Regions from separate parts of the Gossypium hirsutum genome. Here region 1 is linked to region 2. The links are chromatin contacts, called in public Hi-C maps. All regions are on one chromosome and are shown on one strand. Each heading gives the region's core, a stretch centred on a gene start, on an enhancer-like site or on the middle of the called end of the contact. The rest is flanking DNA. Distances are from core to core; before and after follow the strand shown.

Region 1 (4,361 bases), core at 398-2,897, 550 kb before region 2:
ATGTTAGATTCCTCCTCATACAGCACATAAACCTTTTCAAGGGAGTGAAATTTGATAATATGTTTCACCATCTGTAACTAATCCCAAAAGCACAGGCAAGTAGTCTTCAAGAGCCTGATGAAGATCTGCCAATGTTGAACCCCCTGAAGACAGATTTTCAACTGAAATTTCAGTAAAAATGCTTACTACGATCTGTTTATTAGGAAACCTGGTTAGCCAGCAACAAACCATGCTGTGTAGCAGTTTTCCTCCTTGTTCTTGTAATTGTAGGTGCTTCTTGGCCAGCCATAACAACTATACGAGTTCTCAAGGCAGTAAGGCGTTCCACTAATGTCTTTGACAAGTGACCACCGAGTGATTGAAAGAAATCCACAGACTTGGGAATTCGTAAACCTGGTACATATACAGAAACTTCCCCAATATTTCCTGGCCTCCGCCTATTTCCCCCAGAATCCTTGGGAGTTGAAACCAGACATCCCATATCTTGAGAGTTACTATATCTGTCAATCCAGGCAAATTTAGTCAAATTCTATAACAAACTGACTTATTTCCAGCATGAAAGACAGGAATATGAAGAGTGTAGCCAATATAATCTGATAGATCATAAAAGTAAATGGCATTAAGTTAATGAGCACAGACATATGTAGCAAAAGAATCAGATATGTGTTGCAATACTCAAAGCAACGGAGAAAAAACTAATTAAATGTCCAACCAATAAAGCAGAAGTAGTAGGGTAACTCACGAGCACCATCAAAGGACTCTAACTACAACTCTCCAAAAGATTTTCGACCTTTTTTTTTTCATACAAAAAAAAATGCATTTACTCACCTTGTTGTCCCTTATCAGAAGAAGGTGAAGGGATGGGTCAAAAGTCTAGTAGTTTCTGCATCCAACAAAAGTACAAAACCTAAAATTATTTTTTTTTAGGAGAAAAAGAAAGGAGAGGGAATGAGTAAACAGACCAAAAGCAAGTGAATCACAAGATAGCCATGGGAACTTGACAATTCATCACCTTTTCATATTGCAGTGGAACACAAGTAGCTAACTAGTGGATGGGCTTTCCATTATAACACAATTTTAGAAAGTTTTGCATGCAGAATTCAGAAGAAGAATGTGAAAGTAAAGAATTATGGGTTCGATTCACAAGCAGCTTTAACAACAACAATAATTAGAGAGCATTATTTGAATTTAGTGAAGATTGCTAGTCAAGAAAGCATATCAGAAATTAGAAGTCAAATCAAATGAAAAATTAAAGCTGAAAGCAGATAATCAATCATCAAACGGAAAGAAGAGAAAAGAATTGAAAAGTTTTCAATTCAGTGACGGAAAGCAGAGATCGATCAAAGCTGTGGAAAATCAAAAAGGAAAAAAAAGAAAAAGAAGATAAATTCTGACCATGCGTCCGAGTCAAACTCCAAACGTCCAAAGTCCAAACCCTAGCGGTTGGCAGAGTAGCTGGGTAAAAATGCTCATTATTATGCTTTGGCTTATGGATTTGTCAAAGAAAGGAAATGAAAATTGCAATCGTATTCGTAAGGAATTAATTATGAGTGTTATCAAATTTTGTGATGGGAAACGCCCTGCCGGCCCTTCTAGTGGTACTTTAGAAATTAAAAATGTTAGAATATTCTCAAGTAAGGTAGGCCTCGCTCACAGCTATTCCATTTCAGTATGCTCACGGTTAATTCCGTTTCAGCCCCAAAAATTATAATTAACTTAGGAATAAAATATTCCCTCTACCTTTGACCTCTGTCTCTTAATTATTGTTAAACTCTTTCTAAATTTTAATCTTATCTATATCACTCTCCAATTCTCTTATCAGTCCCTTTATTTTCCCATATTTACTCTTTATACTCTTATCATTTTTATTTCTTATCTTTTTCAAATTTTAAAATTAGAGTTCTAACCAATTTAATTTAATCTGTTATTTTCAAATTCTTATATAATAAGAGTATTATCATTTGCATAAAGTCGAGCTGATCTTGAATAGTGGGAAGCTCAAGTTTGAGCTCGGTACTTCACTCAAGCTCAATCTAACATTATTTTCCAGGTTCAAGCTTCGCTCGAGATATATTTGAACTATTTTAATTCAAGCTCAATAAAACTCGTTTATTGATTTTATATATAAATAATCAAAACTTTTTAAAATTATATTTAAATAATAAATTGATTTAAAATGAAAAATAAAAAAAATCTAAAATTATCTATCTCAATATCAAATAACGTTACCACTTAAAAAATATTTTTTTTAACTTAAAAATGAAATAACACCAAAATTAACAAGCTCACAGCCATCCTATTTTATCTATTTGTTTTATATAATATATAGGTAATATATATTATATATTATATATTATATTATAGAAAGTGTTTTTAAATAAAATATATACCGTTAAAGTTTTGTGTTATAATATATATACACAACAATCATACATACATATTATATATATAATTGAAACGAAAGAAAGTAATATAAAAGGAAAGATTGTGTCTTTTTAAAGTGGTTGATAGGTATTTCTGGTTACTACAATAATTAGAATTGAGAGATTAATTTTGAGTTCATCAAGTTTGAGTGGGAATCATTACTACAAATATTCTTACTTTCTTCTTTCTTTCTTCAGTGTTTCTCTAAGCTCTTTGTGGTTTAAAATAATTAGTAGCGCAATTTAATTGTTTCGTTCAAGTAAAGACATTGTATATTGAGAATATTATTTCTTTATCGTTTCCAACACAAAGGGAAAATAAATATTTTTAAGATAGTCTCCTAAAAATACCTTACCTTTTTACAAAATATCGGTTTTCGAATCCAAATCAATTTATCCTTTATCAGCATCAAACTTACAAAAAGAATAATGTATAATTTGTTTTACAAAAAAAATTGGTAATCTTTAAATGCGATGTATACTGTATTACACTCCCAATCGTCCGACCAAGCAATAAGATCACAAATAGTAAGAACGAATCCCTCGATAGAAAAGTTAGGATCTAGTGCCCTAAGAGTAGTATATTCAGCAATTTATACTTGTAATTTTTAAACAAATTGGTTTAAATAAAATTTCTTTATATATTAATATCATTTGTATATGTCCTTAATGGTTTTTGTATGCAAAGCAAAATGTAAGTAACTATTGGCTCATTGTTTATCTAATATTTAATTAAGATTAAGTTACATTATGTGGTTGAATAATAATATAAGAATATAATTTATATTAGTAGACAATCTAAATAGTTCGTAACCTAATCAAAATAGAGCAAATCGATTGAAAGACTCATACCATCAATCAAGTTCAATTAGCGAGATGTCTTATCTTGAGCATGAAAGCGGATGACTCTTAGAAGATAGATACATAGATGGCTTTATCTGGATTGACAATGCATTGGACAAAACCCAAGTTAAATTTATCCTCAATACATTTATGGATTTATTCACTTATGATGTTCATAATGTGGCATACCTTAATCTTGAGTGGATGATGGACTGTGTATGTGTGACTCATATCCTTTGATGTATTGAAAGTTTGAGTTAAAATATATAAGGAACCGAAAACTAGTACGTTGGATATATGACTTTTGCATGATGTAGCATTATTCAACAACAATGAAATCATAACTCTATAAGGGTAAATGATATCCTCTCATTGGCATTACGTAACAACCCTTACCCGAGACGAATTGGTACATCATTAGCAAAGGATGTCACATTTGAACAATAACGCTATTTAATACCAAAAAAATTTTTGAAAATTTCTTTTAAACATAAATAAACCCAACTGAAGTTAATTAATTCATTTCTAAGCTTCTTTTAAAGTTCGGCTACAAATAGAAATCATTTGGGGCTTAATCAAATCAAAACAGGGTAAATAGGGTTAATGTCGCGACACTAGGAAATGAGTGTCGCTGTAACAACACATTTTTAGTGATGTCAATAATGATGGTTTTGAAACCCTATTTTTGATAATCGAGCCCATAAATATTATTATTTAATATTTACGATGTTAGTATAAAGTTCAATTAAAATTTGGTCCACTAATTTTTTCATTTGGATAGTTAATTAATTTGGATAGTTAATTAAGGTACAAGAACTAAATTATAAAAGTGGTAAAAGTTAATTGCTATGACTTTTTAATTAATTTGAGGACCAATTAAGCAATTAGACCACTATATTGAGACCAAACAGTGGTGGTGGAAAACTTTTTTCCACCAAAAGTAGTTAAGTGTGATTAATATTAGTTAATTGGTTAATTACAATAAATTATATGTTAATCTTAATATAAAAAAACATTTCTTCATCCATCTTCTTCTTCATTGAACCTAAAGGGAGAAAAAGGGTTTCAAGTTTATTTACATCCAGTTCTTCAATT
Region 2 (4,156 bases), core at 621-3,120:
GCTACTTTCGTAATGGTATATAACAAGGGAGAGTTTAATCATGGTACTTTAGTGTAATGACTCAATGCTTAAATAATGTTTTAGTTAATACACGAAAAGTTAGAACTTAATTACAAATTATTTGAATTATAATTATATATGTACAATCAGTCCCTCCTAAAACTCAATATAACCCAAAACAGATTGCATGTAGAACTGATACGTTACATTGGATGAAAACGACGATTAAGAGAAATAGATCGTATGTACCACTATCTGCAATGAATGCATTTTCTCGTTAAGTACAAAAGATGATTGCATATATTATAATGTATCATGAAGTTAATTGCACATTTTGGGTTTAATGTTGTGTATCATTAATATAAATATGTATATTATAATATCATAATTGTATATATATGGTTACATATCATTAATAATTTACCTTAATTATATATATTGTTTGTATATAATTTATTTTACCATAAGTTAGTTACAAGTTTAGGGTTTAAGCGTGCATATCATTAATATAAAACATATATTATAATAACATAGAACATAGTTATATATAGTGATGCATATCATTAATAATCTATCTTAATTATATGATATTGATTGTGTATATTATAATCTACTATAAAATTAGTTACAAGTTTAAGCTTTAGGTTGTATGTCATTAATAACAGAGTGTATATAATGTCATAAATGTATAATAATTATTATACATTTATAATTTTCTTATATATAATAATCGATATATTATATGTAGTTCTTTTAAAAGGTAAATTCATTAATTCATTCAATGAATGGAACCATACAATTCAGAGAGATAAAAAAAATAGCAAACACTCGTCGTAGATGGTAAATGACAAGCTCCATCAACACAACAAAGACTTTAGCCTTAGCATCAATAGAACATTATGACACGTTGACAATTGATTTGTCACAACTCAAACACGACATATTTGGATTGATTGCAAGTACTTAAATATTATAATGAAATCAGCCCCGGATGGTCCAAAGCGGCGATAAAAAATCGACAAAAAAGAATCAAACATTCACCAAACTAGAGAGGACGACAACAAAATCATCCCTAAAATCACTTGTAAGACTAAAATTATATGCATAAGTAAGACTAAAATTACATGCATGTAGTTAAACGAGTATGCATTCTGTTCTTTTGTAATATGATATGTACTAAATAAAATTATATCTTATATTATAAAATATATTTACATTATAGTTTTTAATTTTAATTATATAAAAATTATTATTATTTGTTTAAAATAAGTCAACTAATTGAGATGATCAAATAACAAAAAGGATAAACACAAATTTAAAAATTTTGATGATCTCATCTCATTATTCGATTAGATTTGCAGAAACAAAATAATATAATTTAAGAGAAGCTATATGGAATTTAATATAATAAGATGTTAAATAAGATATATTTTTCTAATAAAAAATTATTATTAATTATTATATTTAATTTTAAAAATATTTTATTTTGTTTTTTTACATCATTTATTAATTTGTGTAAATTATAAACAATGCTTATGGCAAGTTGTTAAAGCATGCCATTATATATAAGAGATTTTGGGTTCCAACCTTATTAGAAGCATTTATTTTTCAACAGGTAGATTTGGATTGAATACTCAAATCTGCAATTGTAGGAATGCGAATTTAGATAATGGAGAAGGTCTATTTGCATCTTCTGAATTCATAGTAACTAGTTGGATATTTGAATCCGGAATTGTCACCTAATTGAATTCTTTGAAATAAAAATAAGGAACTAAATTCTAAATATAAAAAGAATAGAGGGACTTGGAGCAAATTTTATCCTTATATTTTTTACATCACCCTTAAAACAAATTCCATAAGATTTTTCTTAAAAATTTTCTCAGGTTAAAAAAAAAAAAATTCCCGAATCGATATTAAAAACGATAGTCACTCGTCCAAATTACAATCCCCAACTTCCTTTGTTCTCGCTCTCTCTCTCTCTCTCGCTCTCTCTTTTATTCTTTTTTTTTCCCATTTTCTTCCGATCTGAACCCCATCTGCGGCTTTCACATCATCGTCGATCTCCTCCATATTTTCCGATAATTTTTTTTCTCATCTCGCGATCTCACGAAACCCTTAGTTGTCGATATCTCTCTCTTTCTATCTTATTATTGTTTTTTAATTTTAAATTAAGGACAAGGCTATTTCTGTTTTCTCTCTCTTTAGGGTTTCGTTAAGGGACGACCCCCCAGTTTCCCATCTTATCTCTGGCAAGTGGTTCCTTGTGTTTTCTCACCTTTTTCGATTCTATATTTTGTTTACAATCTAGAGTTTGCTTGTTTCCTTAGAAACAATCATTTGACAAGAAACGAAATGGTTCTAATAATATACGAAACCTACGGTTTCCATAATTTATGCGCTATCTGATTTAAGTTTATTTTTGTTGGTGCCGTGATTTGATCTTCTGGGGAACTACAATAACTGGAAGCCTCTTTTGTTCGGTTTAACTTGTTTCTAGGCTTTAAATAATTTGTTTAGCTTTCTACGTCAAATAGTGATACTTTATTGCATGTGATTGTTCTGTTTTCTTTTTGTTTACCTATTTAAGTTTCGGGTATAATAAAATGCAGTGAAGAACTTTTCTGATAATAGGGAGAGTAGGAAAGGAAATTAAAGGTTTGTTGCAGACATAGCTACTAGCGATGTCAGTGAAGATGTTTATGTGACAGGTATAGTGTTGAGAAATCAGGGTTTAATAACTACTGTGGGCAGGGATGAATTTTGAAACTTGACAAGGGTAATTTTGAGTAGAGTGATGTTCTAAAAGTGAAGAAAATGGGAAGCTACTGGACATGGATTCAATAATAAGTCTCTTTTGGAAGTGTATTTACTTTCTCAACTGATACTTGGAATTTGTTGGATGTTTGGTTTCTATTGAGTTCTACTGATGGAGCAGTGTTTTAGGGTGAAGATAGATGCAAAACCAACAATTTCCCCTCCTTTTTTGATCGGTGAAAGATTATTTGCGTTGGTGGTTTTACATGAGAATATTGTAGTTCACATGCTGAGTTAAAATGGTGGAAATGCCCATTGAAGATGATTGGGATAGACTATGAAGCATAACATATTTGCCGTGGGTTCTTGGAGTCAAAGATTATGATTTGGTTTTATGATCATCAATCTTTAGGTTTGAGGTGTTTGCTTGGCCGTAAATCTTTAGATTTTTGAGAATCTTTTTGCTAAGTTTTTAAATTTGGTTTCTTATGAGTACTAGTACTGCCAGTAGACCTATCTTGGTTGGTTTTTGTTCATTCCTACAGATAGGATTTATAAAGTTTGTATGTAGGTTATAGAAGTTAACATACGAGAAGGCTGAAATGCATAACATATGAGAAGGCTGAAATGCATGCTTAGGTCCTCTGTATGTAAATTTTGTGGTAAGTTTGGGAGAAGAATAGTGATAAATGATAAATTACATTCACTTTGATTTGGTGGTTTGCAAGCAGATAAAAGGAGATTCAGCTTGGTTACTAGTATTCCTATGTAAAATTATGTTTATTGGTATGGATAATTGTGAAGGCCATAAAGATAACGAAGTAGGAGTCTTATGCTAACCTACTGGGTGCATTCGGTTTATTGCTTCCACCATATTTATGATGTTTCAAATTCATGTCCTCTTTCTTTTTTTTTTTGTACTTCTTTTAAGACCCAAAGTTCTTAATCTATATACCAGAGTATTATGATATAGTAAACTTCTTTACACAAACCTTTAAGCATCAATGTTATATGATAAATTACATTCACTTTGATTTGGTGGTTTGCAAGCAGATAAAAGGAGATTCAGCTTGGTTACTAGTATTCCTATGTAAAATTATGTTTATTGGTATGGATAATTGAGAAGGCCGTAAAGATAACAAAGTAGGAGTCTTATGCTAACCCACTGGGTGCATTCAGTTTATTGCTTCCACCATATTTATGATGTTCCAAATTCATGTCCTCTTTCTTCTTTTTTTTTTGTACTTCTTTTAATACCCAAAGTTCTTAATCTATATACCAGGGTATTATGATATTGTAAAATTCTTTACACAAACTTTTAAGCATCAATATTATATGATAAGCTTTTATAAAAAAAAAAAACTAAAGTTAACATTTTTCTGAATCTTTCTAGCTAGTTAGA

The links. Hi-C and Micro-C count contacts between places; a contact is called where the count stands out from the background.
Region 1: a Hi-C map of leaf shows a contact between it and region 2, with 1.7 times the contacts expected there. The contact joins the promoter of LOC107898417 here to the promoter of LOC121214685 in region 2. A contact is called at or near these places in 3 of 34 Hi-C or Micro-C datasets (leaf and petal).

What each region holds. Positions count from the first base shown.
Region 1 is chrD02:40,714,042-40,718,402 of Gossypium_hirsutum_v2.1, reverse strand. It overlaps LOC107898417, which reads right to left and starts at 1,647. Exons shown (of 13, transcript XM_016823902.2): 1 at 1,396-1,647; 2 at 829-883; 3 at 229-500; 4 at 69-143. The coding sequence starts at 481.
Region 2 is chrD02:40,160,908-40,165,063 of Gossypium_hirsutum_v2.1, reverse strand. LOC121214685 (protein MODIFIER OF SNC1 1) reads left to right here and starts at 1,870. Exons shown (of 11, transcript XR_005910316.1): 1 at 1,870-2,249.